5 separate regions of the Pan troglodytes genome follow, and all the other regions are linked to region 1. A link is a contact called in public HiChIP or PLAC-seq data. All regions are on one chromosome and are shown on one strand. Each heading gives the region's core, a stretch centred on a gene start, on an enhancer-like site or on the middle of the called end of the contact. The rest is flanking DNA. Distances are from core to core; before and after follow the strand shown.

Evidence for each region. HiChIP or PLAC-seq counts read pairs in DNA pulled down with a chosen protein or histone mark.
Region 2: an H3K4me3 HiChIP or PLAC-seq map of stem cell-derived excitatory neurons shows a contact between it and region 1, with 6 times the contacts expected there. The contact joins the promoter of WDR18 here to the promoter of PTBP1 in region 1. A contact is called at or near these places in 1 of 7 Hi-C or Micro-C datasets (stem cell-derived neural progenitor cells) and 1 of 1 datasets of contacts at active chromatin or transcription factors (stem cell-derived excitatory neurons).
Region 3: an H3K4me3 HiChIP or PLAC-seq map of stem cell-derived excitatory neurons shows a contact between it and region 1, with 3 times the contacts expected there. The contact joins the promoter of TMEM259 here to the promoter of PTBP1 in region 1. A contact is called at or near these places in 1 of 7 Hi-C or Micro-C datasets (induced pluripotent stem cells) and 1 of 1 datasets of contacts at active chromatin or transcription factors (stem cell-derived excitatory neurons).
Region 4: a contact with region 1 is called in an H3K4me3 HiChIP or PLAC-seq map of stem cell-derived excitatory neurons, with 2.9 times the contacts expected there. The contact joins the promoter of ARID3A here to the promoter of PTBP1 in region 1. A contact is called at or near these places in 1 of 7 Hi-C or Micro-C datasets (stem cell-derived neural progenitor cells) and 1 of 1 datasets of contacts at active chromatin or transcription factors (stem cell-derived excitatory neurons).
Region 5: a contact with region 1 is called in an H3K4me3 HiChIP or PLAC-seq map of stem cell-derived excitatory neurons, with 3 times the contacts expected there. The contact joins the promoter of RNF126 here to the promoter of PTBP1 in region 1. A contact is called at or near these places in 1 of 7 Hi-C or Micro-C datasets (stem cell-derived neural progenitor cells) and 1 of 1 datasets of contacts at active chromatin or transcription factors (stem cell-derived excitatory neurons).

What each region holds. Positions count from the first base shown.
Region 1 is chr20:3,081,807-3,084,622 of NHGRI_mPanTro3-v2.0_pri, reverse strand. It overlaps PTBP1 (polypyrimidine tract binding protein 1), which reads right to left and starts at 1,301. Exons shown (of 14, transcript XM_003315969.7): 1 at 1,004-1,301. The coding sequence starts at 1,011.
Region 2 is chr20:3,266,975-3,269,763 of NHGRI_mPanTro3-v2.0_pri, reverse strand. WDR18 (WD repeat domain 18) reads right to left here and starts at 1,269. Exons shown (of 12, transcript XM_016934508.4): 1 at 1,136-1,269; 2 at 936-1,024; 3 at 1-222.
Region 3 is chr20:3,305,161-3,307,860 of NHGRI_mPanTro3-v2.0_pri, reverse strand. It overlaps TMEM259 (transmembrane protein 259), which reads left to right and starts at 1,322. Exons shown (of 11, transcript XM_016934513.4): 1 at 1,322-1,756. The coding sequence starts at 1,532. LOC112206464 (U6 spliceosomal RNA) reads right to left here and starts at 1,006; the gene lies at 900-1,006.
Region 4 is chr20:3,210,292-3,213,125 of NHGRI_mPanTro3-v2.0_pri, reverse strand. ARID3A (AT-rich interaction domain 3A) reads right to left here and starts at 1,410. Exons shown (of 9, transcript XM_016934503.4): 1 at 1,238-1,410. It overlaps LOC107969633 (a long non-coding RNA gene), which reads left to right. Exons shown (of 2, transcript XR_001711569.4): 2 at 1-736.
Region 5 is chr20:2,942,172-2,945,206 of NHGRI_mPanTro3-v2.0_pri, reverse strand. It overlaps RNF126 (ring finger protein 126), which reads left to right and starts at 1,386. Exons shown (of 9, transcript XM_016934488.4): 1 at 1,386-1,660. The coding sequence starts at 1,586.

The DNA of each region.
Region 1 (2,816 bases), core at 52-2,551:
GGGCTGCGCCTCTTCTGACACCACGGACTGCACGGACCACGTTCTAACAGACTTTTAAAAGTGACTGAACCCAAGAAAAACTTCTCAGGAAAACGGAAAGAATGCGAAACATCTCCAGCCTCTCCCGCTTCCTATTCCCAGGGAGGGCCTCGCGCAGGAAGCGATCGGCGGGACACGGCCTTTCTGGAGGGGGCTCCCACCTCTCCCAAGGGAAGCCCGCCCAGCAAAGCCGCCCGGAAAGGCTGCCCCGGCCCGAGAGCCGGGAAGGCCCCTCCCCATGACGGCGCCCGCGGGGATCCCTGGAGAGGCCCCTCCGACCCCGGGGCAGAGGACAGACCCTCGGGGCGGCCGCTTCTCTCCCGAGATCACCGAAACCCCTTGGCCGCGGACCGGGGCGCACTGGGGGCAGGGATAGGGCGGGGAGCGCAGAGACTCGGGCCCGCGGCGAGGCCCCGGCGCCAGCTTTCCCTCCCGGCGGCCGCCCCAGGCCCGCCTGCGCTTCCGGGGCTGCGCCGGGGGCAGAGTCCGGGCGGCGGGAAAGGCGCGCGCCCCCGACGGCGGCCGCGCACGCGCGCTGGGGACAACGGGGACGCGCGACGGGCTACGCAGGCGCACGAGGGGCGCGGACGGGAGGCGGGAAGGGCCATCCGGGCGCGCGAGGGCCGGACGGGAAGCGGGAAGGGCCGCGCGCCGCCGAGGCGGGGCAAAGGCGAAGTGCGGGGCCGCGCGCGGAGGGGGAGGGGCGCGGGAGGCCGCGTGCGCTAGGGACGGGGCGCGCGGGGGCCGGAAGCGGGCCCGACGGGGGATGGGGACGCGGCCAGACCCCCGGGAAGCCCCTGGCCCGCCCCGCGCCCGCGCCCGCCACGCGGAGAGGAAGGGGAGAGCCCGCCGCCCCCTCCCGCCCGAGAGGTGGCGAGATCGGCCCCGGGGAGGCCGGCGCGGCGGCGGTGGCAGGGCTGCGGCGCGGGGAGGGCGGTGGGGCGCGGGGCGAGGTGCGACTCACCCGTCCATGGCACACAGAGCAGACCCGCGGGGGACGGAGTGGAGGCGCCGGAATAGCAGGAACCGACCCAACGGCTCCGAGTTATAGACTCACAAAATGGCGGAGACGCCCGCACACGTCCCCCGCGCGCGCTGCCCATTGGCTCCCGCTGCAGCCAGGGGGCGGGGAGAGCCCCGCGGGCCCCCGCCAGCACCTCCCACTGGCCAGAAAGCCGCCCGGGGGCGGGACCCAGAGAAATCGCAGGCGCCTATTGGGGGAGGCGGTTATTCCTCAAGGCCGAAGGCGGAAACGGCTTGTGGAGTCGGGGGAGGGGGAGAAAATGGGATCACGTGACGGCGTCTGAGCCAGTCAGCTGGCGCGTGGCTTTGCGGGAGACGCCATCTTGAGAGTGGGTACGTGGCGAGTCAGGCGGCGGGAAGCGTGCTTGGCCCAGGCTGCTGCCATCTTGCAAGTGGGCAGGACCCGCCCGCCTGGGCCGTGAGGGCAAAGGGAGTCGCATCGCCATCTTGGAGTCGGGCAGGAAACCCTCAGGGCTCCATGTTGCTTGTGGGCACATGGCCAAAAAGTCCGATTCAAACTGAGCGCTCACATCTGGGTGATCGCGCGGGGAGGGAAAGGCCGCGTCGCGTCCCGGACACGCCAGGGCTGTTTCCACAGTGGCCACAGATACTGCGGGCGCGCCATGATCCGGGGTCACCCCCGACCGTTCTTTGTTCGCCCCGGAACAGCGAATCCCGACTGCGGAGATAGGGAAACTGAGGTCCGGGCCCCGCACAGTCCGCGGCCGGCTGCCTACAGCTGGGAAAACTGAGGCCTGGACCTTGTACAGTCCGCGGCCGCCCGCCTACAGCTGGGGAAACTGAGGCCTGGACCTTATACAGTAGGCGGCCGCTCGCCTACAGCTGGGGAAACTGAGGCCTGGACCTTGTACAGTCCGCGGCCGCTCGCCTACAGCTGGGGAAACTGAGGCCTGGACCTTGTACAGTCCGCGGCCGCTCGCCTACAGCTGGGGAAACAGGCCTGGACCTTGTACAGTCCGCGGCCTCTCGCCTACAGCTGGGGAAACTGAGGCCTGGACCTTGTACAGTCCGCGGCCGCCTGCCTACAGCTGGGGAAACTGAGGCCTGGACCTTGTACAGTGGGCGGCCGCCCGCTTACAGCTGGGGAAACTGAGGCCTGGACTTTGCACAGTCCGCGGCCAACCGCCTAAAGCTGGGGAAACTGAGGTCCGGGCCACACACAGTCCACGGCCATCCGCCTACAGCTGGAGAAACTGAGGCCCGGGCCCCATACAATCCAAGGCCGCCCGCCTACAGCTGGGGAAACTGAGGCCCAGGCCACCCGCCTACAGCTGGGGAAACTGAGGCCCGAGCCCCCTACAGTCCATGGCCCACTGACCTACAGCTGGGGAAACTGAGGCCCGAGCCCCCTACAGTCCATGGCCCACTGACCTACAGCTGGGGAAACTGTGGCCTGGAACTCGTACAGTTCGAGGCTGCCAGCCTTCGGCTGGGGAAACTGAGGGCCAGGCCCAGCAGGGTCACCAGGAGGGTCCCTCCCGGGCCACCATCCCAGCAGCAGAAAACACCCTAAACTAATGTTCCCAGGAGCGCTGATCACATGAAGAGTCTGACAGAGCTGTGAGGGTGCCTGACGGGGAGGCCAGGTCAGCGGGTTGGGAGCCATCCCAGAGTGAGGGGATGACCCTGGCCCTCCACACTGGGACCCTCACGGGAGGCTGCGGTTGGAAACCTGAGCAGTTCCCGGCCCGGAGTAGACACTGCTCCCTAAATAGAATTAGCGGGATTTAGTC
Region 2 (2,789 bases), core at 20-2,519, 190 kb before region 1:
AGACTCGAGGGTCGCGCAGCCTGCTTAGACATCTGGGCAGGCGACTTCTTCCAAGGCCCAGGGTCTCCGGCGATCAGTTAGTAGCTCTAGAGCCGGGGTACCTGACTTGGCCTTTTCCTCCTGGGCATTTTTGGCCAAGTGACTCAACCTCTTGGATTCATTTATTTTTAAATGTTCAAATAATAAAGTTCCGACGTCACAGGCCTAAATGACACATTGCGCCTAAAAGAGAGAGCGCACACCCAGCAACATGGCTAGTTGGCGATGAATACATTGGAATTCACTGCTTCCTTATTTATTTAGTTTTGTAGAGCCAGGGTCTCATTGTCCTGCCCAGGCTGGCCTCGAACTCCTGAGCTCAAGTGATCCTCCCAGCTCGGCCTGCCAAAGTGCTGGGATTACAGGCGTGAGCCACCGCGCCCGGCCCAGTGTTTCCTTATTGGTCGACATCTGCCTCCCCCTTGACCCCTCTTTAGAGGCCTCAACATCTAAATTATTAGTCGGATAGCTTGGTGTAGGTCAAACAAGTGGCCAGTTCTGTCCGAGCCAAGCAGGGTCTAACCTCATGTCACGGCTGCCCGTCACGGACCATGTCTGAAAACGGCATTCAAAAAAAAAAAAAGGCCGGGCGCTTTGGCTCAGGCCTGTAATCCCAGCACTATGGGAGGCCGAGGTGGGTGGATTACCTGAGATCAGGAGTTCGAGACTACCCTGGCCAGCATGGCGAAACCCCGTCTTTACAAAAAGTACAAAAAGCCGGGCGTGGTGGGAGGCTGAGGCAGGAGAATCGCTTGAACCCGGGAGGCGGAGGTCTCAGTGAGCCGAGATCCCGCCACTGCACTCCAGCCTGGGCGAATGAGACTCTGTCTCAAAGAAAAACATATCTATTATTTATTTATACTAAATATATATCTAGTAGAGATGGGAGGTCTCACTGTGTTGCTCAGGCTGGTCTCCAACACCTGGGCTCAAGCCTTGGCCTCTTAAACCGCTGGGATTACAGGCTTCAGCCACAACGTCTGGCCTAAAAACAGTATGATTTAAAATGTGCAATTAGTTGCCAACCCCTTAAAAAGGGATAAAAAGGGAGCATTCATTTAAAAGTCGGGATTTCCGCCCGGGGGTTGCAGCTGACCTGGGTCGTGTGCCCTGGAGCAGAAAGAGGCAGGGGCTGGAGGCTGCATGCGGGGTGCGGTCCCCGGAGGCGGTGCGACTCCTGGTCCGCGGCTCCCGGCGGAGGGCACGGCCGGGGCAGGAGGCTGGTGCCAGAGCGTGCGGCGCCGCAGCCCCGCTGGCCGCCAGGTGGCAGGCGCGAGCCACCGACCCCGAGCCCAGGCCGGAGGGAGGGCGGCCCCGGGGACCCGCCTGGTCGGCAGGAGGGGCCGTTTGAGCTGGGAGCCAGCGACCCCCAGAGAACCGTGTGCGGGGCAGGCCCGTGCGAAGGCCCTGAGGCAGGACCATGGAGCGGGGCTGGGCCGTGCAGGGCCTTGTGAACGAGGCCTGGATTTCATTTTATCCTGGGAGGGAGGGAGGGAGGGAGTCCAATCCAAGGACCTGCTGTGCCTCCAGAGTTTCCTCCAACCTCATTTTTATTTTCTTTCTTTATTTTGCGACAGTCTTGCTCTGTGGCCCAGATTGGAGTGCAATGGTGCGATCTCGGCTCACTGCTACCTCTGCCTCCCGGGTTCAAGCGATTCTCCTGTCTCAGCCTCCCGAGTAGCTGGGATTACAGGTGTGAGCCGCCACGCCCAGCTAAATTTTGTATTTTTAGTAGAGACGGAGTTTCACCACGTTGGCCAGGCTGGTCTCGAACTCCTGACCTCAGGTGATCTGCCCGTCTCGGCCTCTCAAAGTGCTGGGATTACAGGCGTCAGCTACTGAGGCCGGCCTCCAACATTATTTAAAAAACATTATTTAAAAAAATCGGCCGGGCGTGGTGGCTCCGGCCTGTAATCCCAGCACTTTGGGAGACCGAGGTGGGTGGATCACGAGATCAAGATCATCCTGGATAACGAGGTGAAACCCTTCTCTACTAAAAATACAAAAATTAGCTGGGCATGGCGGTGCATGCCTGTAATCCCAGCTACTCGGGAGGCTGAGGCAGGAGAATCGTGCAATCATGGCTCACTGTAGTCTCCAATTCCTGGGCTCAAGCCATCCTCCCACCTCAGCTTCCCGAGTAGCTGGAACCATAGGACCCACATTCAACTAATTTTGTGCTTTTTTTTTTTTTTTGCAGCGACAGGGTCTTGCTTTATTGCCCAGCTGGTCTTAAACTCCCGGGCTCAAATGATGCTCCCACCTAGGCCTCCCGAAGGGTTGGGATTACAGACATGAGCCACTGTGCCTGGCCCTGTTTTAATTTTTACTTTATTTATTTTTGTTTTTTTGTAGACAAGCAGGAGAGGTGGATCTCACTCTGTTGCCCAGGCTGGAGTGCAGTGGCGTGATCTCAGCTCACTTCGACCTCCGCCTCCTGGCTTCGAGTGGTTTTCCTGCCTCAGCCTCCTGAATAGCTGGCATTGCAGGTGTTCACCACCACGCCCAGCTAATTTTTGTAGTTTTAGTAGAGACGGGGTTTCACCATGTTGGCCAGGCTGGTCTCGAACACCTGACCTCAGGTGATCCACCTGCCTCAGCCTCCCAAAGTGCTGGGATTACAGGCGTGAGGCACCGCACCTGGCCTTTTTTTCATTTTTCTTTTTCTTTTTTTTTTTGAAACGGAGTCTTGCTCTTGTTGCCCAGGCTGGAGTGCAATGGCACAATCTGAGCTCACTGCAACCTCCGCC
Region 3 (2,700 bases), core at 73-2,572, 220 kb before region 1:
TCCTCAGTTAATTTTTAAAAACATTTTTTTGGGGGGCCGGGCGCGGTGGCTCATGCCTGTAACTCCAGCACTTTGGGAGGCTGACGCGGGTGGATCACGAGGTCAGGAGTTCAATACCAACCTGGCCAAGATGATGAAACCTGGTCTCCACTAAAAATACAAAAAAAAATAGCCGGGTGTGGTGGTGGAAGCCTGCAATCCCAGCTATTCAGGAGGCTGAGGCAGAGAATTGCTTGAACCCAAGAGGCAGAGGTTGCAGTGAGCCGAGATCACGCCACTGCACTCCAGCCTGGGCGACAGAGTGAGACTGCGTCTCAAAAAACAAAACAAAACAAAACTTTTTTTTGGCGGGCTTGGTGGGTCACACCTGTAATCCCAGCACTTTGGGAGGCCTAGGCGGGCAAATCACCTAAGGTTAGGAGTTCGAGACCAGCCTGACCAACATGGAGAAACCGTCTCTACTAAAAATATAAAATTAGCCGGGCGTGGTGGCGCATGCCTGTAATCCCAGCTACTTGGGAGGCTGAGGCAGGAGAATGGCTTGAACCCGGGAGGCGGAGGTTGCAGAGAGCCGAGATCGCGCTTCTGCGCTCCAGCCTGGGCGACAGAGCGGGAATCCATCTCAAACAAACAACAAAAAAACCCAAAAACCATAGTATCCTCTTGTGTACGCAGCCGGCACTCAGTAAGTGCCCCTGAAGAGCACTTATTTATTTATTGCTGCGCGAAGCTACGGGGGCAGGTGGCACAGCGCCACGCAGGAGTGGAGACTGCCAGATTGTTCTACCGCCAACCTTAGTGGTGCCACAGGAGATGGATATGACGTCACTGGCCTTGTGACGTCATGGGAGGATCCGGGCAAGAGAAGCCAAACGAGGTGACGAGCTGGGGACTACAGCAAAAATATGGAACGCTTCACGAATTTGCGTGTCATCCTTGCGCAGGGGCCATGCTAATCTTCTCTGTATCGTTCCAATTTTAGTATATGTGCTGCCGAAGCAAGCACGACTCAACGGTTACCGTCACACCTATTTTAAGCCCTTCAATCAAAACATTTTATGATTAGGATAAGTTATGGTCGGTTTCATATTTAGCATAATTTCCTACAGTGGTATGTTGCAGAACAACTTTCGTGTTTACGCTTACTTTGATGTTTCGATCACGTAAAATCCCATATCTTATCGTAATTTTACCGCCTTATACTGGCCTCATAGACGCGGTGGATTGTGGGTGCCAATATGCAAAAGAGGTGGCCCAGATGCAGTCCCGCCCCCCTGGAGCGGCCGAGGTAGGGGGTGAGGCCTCCGCGGGCGCCGCTGGCATCCCAGCGTTCTCTGCGGGCGCAGGGGGGCCGCTCTTGCCCGGCGTGGCGACTCGCTAGCGTCAGCAGCGCCGCAGCCGGACGAGAAGGCGGAAGATGGCGGCGGCGGCCGGGAGGCCGTGAGGAGAGCGGCGGCTGCGAGGGCGGCCGATGGCGGCCGGGAGGCGCCCTCGGACACTTGCGGGTCGTTAGGGCGCGACGCTGGGAGGCATGTCGGAGCACGTGGAGCCCGCAGCTGCGGGGCCCGGGCCCAACGGCGGCGGCGGCGGCCCGGCCCCCGCGCGCGGGCCTCGCACCCCCAATCTCAACCCCAACCCCCTCATCAACGTGCGCGACCGGCTCTTCCACGCGCTGTTCTTCAAGATGGCTGTCACCTATTCGCGGCTCTTCCCGCCCGCCTTCCGCCGTCTCTTCGAGTTCTTCGTGCTGCTCAAGGTGACCGCGGCCCCGACCCCCGACCCTTGACCCCAGCGGCTGTCCCGACCCCCAAGTCTGCTACCTCCGACCGCGACCCCTGGCCCCGCTGGGGACACCGAGCGCCACCCTGCACCCTGAGGCCTATACCCGGCCCTACCGATTAGGGCTCTCCCTCGCGACCTCTGACCCTGGGATTGGCCAGGGACACCGTCTCGTGACCCCATCCCGCCCGGGGACGTCCACCCGGGAAGGCTGGGTCCCGCTGCACTAGAAGCCGCTGTTCTCTACTCTTGAAACCTCACTGTCAGCTCCCTCCAGGGCCCATCCTGTCCCCGGCGACCGCCTTTCCCAGGTCCCCACCTACCCAGGCTTGGAGTCCGGTCCTGGCCTGCGAGGTAGCACCTCCCGCCCTTTGACCCCTGACTCTGCCGCCTGAGACCCTCAGTTCCGAGGCCTCTCTCCCCTCCCAATGTGCTGGCCCAGAACCCAGCCTGACACAGGGCTCCCTCGGACCAACCCCTGTCCTGGAAGTCCACTCCCCACTCCCCTCTCTTCCTCCTTGTAGCCTTTCAGCTGCCCCCACCCCGTTCCCCGCTCCTGAGCCTCAGGGGAATGTGACTTAGCTGAGGTCACCTCGCTAGGGTTAGCGGCAAAGTCACCGGCAGCAGTGTACCACCCCATCCCCGGCCTCTTCCTCCGCTGGGTCCCCACCCCCTTCCTGCTTCAGGAGCTCAGGTTGTGAGTCTGTCGCCCGTGCCTCCCCTATGAGGCACCGGCCTCCGCGTCTTGGGCTCTGTCCCCCTCCCGCCCTCCTCAGATGGCAGAGGACTCAGCCGTGCAGGACAGGCATCGGCCTGACTCCCTCTGAGAAGGAGTCTTGCTTGGGTGACAGGAGGGGCTCAGTAGCAGCTGCAGCCCCTCAGAAAACAAGCTGGCCGGGGTCGTGGGCCACCTGGCGAAAT
Region 4 (2,834 bases), core at 161-2,660, 130 kb before region 1:
ACCCGCTCGGCCCGGGCCTTGCAAAACATGGTTATTTAAAGAGTTGTGCAAGGCCCCGGGCCCGCGGGTGGCGAAAGGGGCCCCTCACTCCACGAAGGGAAGAGGAGGGGGAGGGGCGGGGCAGAAAGCTGGGGAGGGGGCTAAGAAAGTCCTGGGTTGGGGGGTGCCTGGAGGAAGTGAGAAAAAAACTCAAGAAGGAGAAGAAATAAGAAGACAGAAACCCTGGTCCGGATTTCAAAGGCTTCTTGGAAAGCGGCCGATTTGCATGGGGGGGGAACCCCTCCAGCCCGAGCGCCTAAAAACGGAAGATAATTGAACCCGCCGCCCGGGGCCGGCGCCGAGCGTTGGAGTTGACAAACGCGCGCTCCCAGCGCTTCCTGCGCCCGCTTTTGTGTCTGGGGGGCCCTGAAACGGGTCAGGGGGCTCTTCCTGGGTATCCCCGCCGAGGAACCGGGCGCCCGGGCCCAACCCACCCCGGCGCGCGGGGGCCGCGGTGTCTCCCCCGGGGGCCCCTCTCTGCGCTGGGGCGGACACTTTATAAATAAACCAGCCCGGCTGGGGAGGCTCGCCGGGAACTACCCTCCCTCCTCTCCGGGCTCCCGAATAAATCCCTGATTTCGGGGAGAAAGAATAAAAATGAAATAAAATATCGGGGTGCAGCCCCCCGCGCGCGCGCAGAGACCATTTCCTTCCGCTGGGGGGGGGGGGCGCGCACTCGCGACCCCCGATCGCCCCTGCTCGCCCCTGAGCGATTGATCCAGTGGGGAGTGAAGTCTCCAAGCGGGGTGCAGAGAAAACTCCCCGAACCCCAGCCCTCCAGGGCCGCCTTCCCAGTCCGGGACCCCCACCAACATCTCCGCCCAACTTTGGGGACCCCCTTCTTTGGCTTCCAGGACGCACTGCGCCCACCCCGGCACCGGAACCCGCGCTGGGAACGGCCAGCGCGCCCCCCAGCCTTACCGCGCAGGGCGGCTCGTAGTGGGGCGCGCGCCCCGCGCCTGGGGTCGGCCTGCCCGGGCCCGCCTGGCTTCCAGCCGCCGGTGCGCGCCGCTGGCTCCCGGCCCCCGACCCACGGGGCTGTGCCGCGCGCCGACTCACCGAGCCGCCAGCCGCGTCCGCGTCTACACCCCTCCGCCCGATTGGTAAGAGGCGCCCCGCGCGCGGCCGGCCCCCGCCCCGCCCCTCCCCCACCCCCAGACAAATCACCAGGGGACGAGTCGCTCTCGGATGCAAATACCTGGCCGGTGATTCAGCGCCGCGGCCCGGGCGCGGGAGGGCCTCGCCAGGGCTCCCCACTTTTCCCCGCACGCCCCCTCGCCCCCCTCCCGCGGTCTGACGACGCGCAACCAGCCCGGGGGCGCTGGGGAGCCGGGCAGAGTGGACGGAAATTTTCAGGTCGCGGCCCCTTTAAAGGATAATAAATAATAAACGGGAAGGGGAACAGCGCCGCGGGAGGCCCCGCCCCCGGCCTAGGGACGGTGGGCAAAGTGCGCGACGCGGCCCCAAGCGCAGAGGGTGCCGGGGGCAGGGGCTGGGGCGGGAGCGCCCCGGGGGAAGAAGAGGGGACTGACTGGGGCTCCGCCTGGGCGGGCTGGCCGGAGGCATCGGAGCCAGATCCGGGACCAAGACTCTTCCCTTCTTACGGAGCACCTAGGCTGGGCCTCGTGGACTCGGAGTTTCACCTTCGCCCCTTAGATGGAGAGACCCTGAGAGAGTGACTTCACTCTCCGGAGCCGCCGTTTCCAAGTCTGAGAAATGGGCTTGAAAGACCCGGTGCAGAGCTGGGCGGGCGGCGTCGGAGGGAGGGAACCAGGGTCTCGCCGGCCTCCCTCTGGGGAGGGACGGGCTGCAGACGGGGACTCGGCGCGGGCGTGGGGAGGTGCGCGCGGGGACCTGGAGCCCCTTTGTGAAACCAGGACGACCCTGCCCGGCCCGGCTGTCACCAGCGTCGGGAGCTCGGCTGCCCACCACCCCCCCGTGAAGATGGTGATGACTTACACGGTCTGAGCGGTCGCTTGCCCAACCACGTGCCCCGCGCCTCCCTCCAGGGAGGTCCCTGCACGTCTCCAGCCCTCACTCCTCTCTGTAGTTGGCAACCTTCTTGTCGCCACTGCGCAGAGCAGGAAACTGAGGCACCGAGCGGGGTGCAAGGAAGGCGGTCGGGAGGGGGACGCGTGCTCTGCAGGGAGCTGTGTGCGCGGGAAGCGACCCCAGGGGGCTAAGCGCAGAGGCCCAGGCTCCAGCCCGGACGTGAGCCCCGGGGGAGCCTGGAGGGCGGGCAGGGGCCACCCGGGGGGACCCTCACTTGTGGAGGGTCTCTGGCGGGCTCGGGTCCCCGGTCCTGAGTGTTGGGGGCGGGGTCGTAGTCGTCTCCCTCCCCTTCCCCTAGACTAGCACACGGCATTGCAACTTTCTCTCTGTCCTTCCACCTAGTTGCACCTCCTCCCTCCACAAAACTGCAACCGGGGCCGGTGCCGTGGCTCACGCCTGTCATCTTAACACTTTGGGAGGCGGAGGTGGGCGGATCATCAGAGGTCAGGAGTTCGAGACCAGCCTGGCCAACAAGGTGAAACCCCATCTGTACCAAAAATACAGAAATAGCCGGGCATGGTGGCGCGCGCCTGTAGTCCCAGCTACTTGGGAGGCTGAGGTAGGAGAATCGCTTGAATCCGGGAGGTGGAAGTGGCAGTGAGCCGAGATCGCGCCACTGCACTCCAGCCTGGGTGACACAGTGAGACTCCACCTCAAAAACAAAACAAAACAAAAAACTGCCGGCAGGAGAGCTGCCCCCGACTCCAAGGCCTGAATCCAGCCTTCCAGCCCCAGGGCCACGT
Region 5 (3,035 bases), core at 137-2,636, 140 kb after region 1:
AATCACTTGAACCCGGGAGGCGGAGGTTACAGTGAACCGAGATTGCGCCATTGCACTGCAGCCTGGGCAACAGAGCCAGACTCCATCTCTAAAAAACAAACAAACAAAAAATCTAAATGCACAGGCTCCAACTCTTAATTCCTCAACAGTCTGGCTCCAATGCCTCATTTTGCAGGAAGTCCAACTCCAACCAAATCCTATTCATCCCTCAGCCCTGGTTCCAATGTCCTTACCCCTCGGAAGCCCTCTCTCTCTTTCCCCAGGCAGAGCCAAAGTCACCCTTGAGTCCCACGATCCAGTCCAATCTCATGGGGCTGGGGGTATCTGCGTGCATTCAGCATAGGGTCTGGTATGCAGTAGGTGCTCAATGAGTGTTGAGTGAAGAAAGAAATACATGCATGAGGCCGGGTGCGGTGGCTCATGCCTGTAATCCCAGCACTTTGGGAGGCCGAGGCGGGCGGATCACGAGGTCAGGAGTTCAAGACCAGCCTGGCCAAATATAGTGAAACCCCGTTTCTACTAAAAATACAAAAATTAGCCGGTGTGGTGGCGGGTGCCTCTAGTCCTAGCTACTCGAGAGGCTGAGGCGGGAGAATCGCTTGAACCCTCGGCAGGCGGAGGTTGCAGTGAGCCGAGATCGGGCCATTGCACCCCAGCCTGGGTGACAGAGTGAGACTCCGTCTCAAAAAAAAAAAGAAAAAAGAAATGCATGCATGATTGGGCCAGAACTAACCTCAGAAATGATCCTGGCCTGCGCTGGGTGATGATACCGTTTCTACTGATTAAATTTGGAAGCAGGGGTTAGGTTTCCTGCCCTCTCCGCACCCGAGAGGCGCCTGGGCCGTCAGCCCGCGGAGCATCTTGGAAACAAGGCCACAACCCACAGACCTCAGCCTCTGTCTGACCCCACGGGTCCCGGTGAGGCCCAGACAGCACCCTGAGCCCCGGGTCTGCCTGTATTCCGCAGCGCTGAGGGAATGCCTGCTGTGTGTCAGGCGCTGCTGCGGGTCCAAAAATCCCTTTGCTGCGCAGCTGACCTGACAGTGCATCGGGAGGAAATCAGTGCCACGGAGCAGGAGGGCAGCAGAGAAGACCTTGTAAGCTGACATTTGAGCAAAGACCTGGAAGAAAGCCACGCGGGCGTCGGGAGAGCGCTGCACCGGGCAGGGGGCGGGGGAGAGGGCGCCTGGCGAGCCCCAGGAACTGTGGGGACAGTGGGCTGAAGTACCGTGAGGGGAGACGGCGATGAGGTAGGGAAGCACTGAGGGACACGAGGGCCTCGGCCCCGCCCCGCGCACGCCCGGCTTCTCGTCTCTTCCGCCGCCTGCTTTGGCCCCGCCCCCGCTGGAAGCCCCGCCCCCGCTCGGAGCCCCGCCCAACGGCCGGGCCTAGTTTGTCTCTCAGCGGCCACCGTCGCCCGGGCCGCTGCCCGCCGAGTGCGCAGCTTTCGCCGCTCCCGCGCCCCCGCTCCGCCCCGCGTGCCGTGCGTGCCGTGCGTGAGCGCGTCGGCCGGCGAGGGAGCAGCAAACGGCCGGCGGCGGGTGCCGCGCGGGGGGCGGGCGGCGCGGAGTAGGTGGCGGCGGCCATGGCCGAGGCGTCGCCGCATCCCGGACGGTACTTCTGCCACTGCTGCTCCGTGGAGATCGTCCCGCGCCTGCCGGTGAGGCCCGGGCCGGGGCGGCGGGCGGCAGGGTCTGTGCCGCAGGCCTGAGGCAAGGCCGGGGCCGGGGTGGGGGTCGCTTGCTCCCGCCTCTTGCGCGAGCTGACCACGACGGGAAAACTGAGGCTCGGGGCAGCGCCGGCCCAGGCTGAATCCGCGGGGAGCCCGGGCGGTGCGCGCGCGAACCCCGTCCTGTACATGCGGGAGACTGAGGCCCGGGCGGGAGGCAGGGCCTGGCCGGAGCGGCGCAGCGGGATCGCGGCCGGGTGACCCCACATCCGCGGCGTTCCCGACCCGAGAGGCCGCGAGGATCCCAGGTGGGATCCCTAAGCCCGGTGAGCCTGGTTTTGCAAACGGAGAAACTGAGGCCCGGCGAGCAGAGAGAGGGTATTGCCCGGTGGCGCGGCGCGGGGCAGGGGCTGGGCCTGGCGGGGCTCGGACCCCGAGAATAACGCCAGGGGACCCCCGCCGAGCGCGTGGTTGGGGGCGCCGTCGCCTCGCTGCAGGCTCGCCTCGTGGAGCCCTGGCCGCCGCCTTGGAGGCAGGCCCAGGCCCGGAACGCTCCAGGCACTGTCCCGGAGTCCGACCGCGGCCCGCCGGCGGGGCTTTGTGAGCGGAGCCTGCGTTCCTCCCCTCCCGGGGCTTGGCTGCGCAGCCCACCCTTCCTCCAGGTGTTTACAGCCGCCCCTCACCGAAGAGGACCCTGGGCCTGGGCGTGCCGAGTGCTACTTCCTGCTCGTTTAGGGCAGTGTTTCCCACGCGGACCTGATGTCACCTTGGGGGAGGTGGGAGCAGCGCTCGTTGAAGGTGCTATTTCCAGGCCCCTTTTCCAGGGTTTCGGAGTCAGTAGGTGTGGAATGCGCTCAGCAGTCTGCATTTCTAATATTATTTTTAGGAATGGGGTCTCCCTGTGTTGCCCAGGCTGGTCTTGAACTCCTGGGCTCAAGCGATTCTTCTGGCTCAGCCTCCTAAAGCGCTGGGATTACAGGTGTGAGCCACCGTGCCCGGCGGTGGTCTGCATTTTTAACCCGTGTTGCCCTTCGCCAGGCTGACGTGCAAAGTGGTGATTTAGTCGAGCCACCCGTGCTTTATAGATGGGGAAACTGAGGCGCGTGGTGGCTCAGCGGGAAAGTGGCAGAGCCGGCTTTGTCGGGAGCCGCTTGGCCAGCTTAAGGGGAGCAGCCGCAGGAGGTGGAGGGGTCTGGACTCCCCACCCTGTGCCCAGGGGAAGAGGCTGCAGGCATTGAGGATTTACTGTGCTGTGTGCGTAGCCACCCGGCTGTTGCTACGCTTTGATCCGTAAGAGAAGTCCAAGCCCCCCAGAAGCAGTGCAGTTCCCCGGGAGTAGAGACCCAGGAAGGGGCTGGAGGGAGTC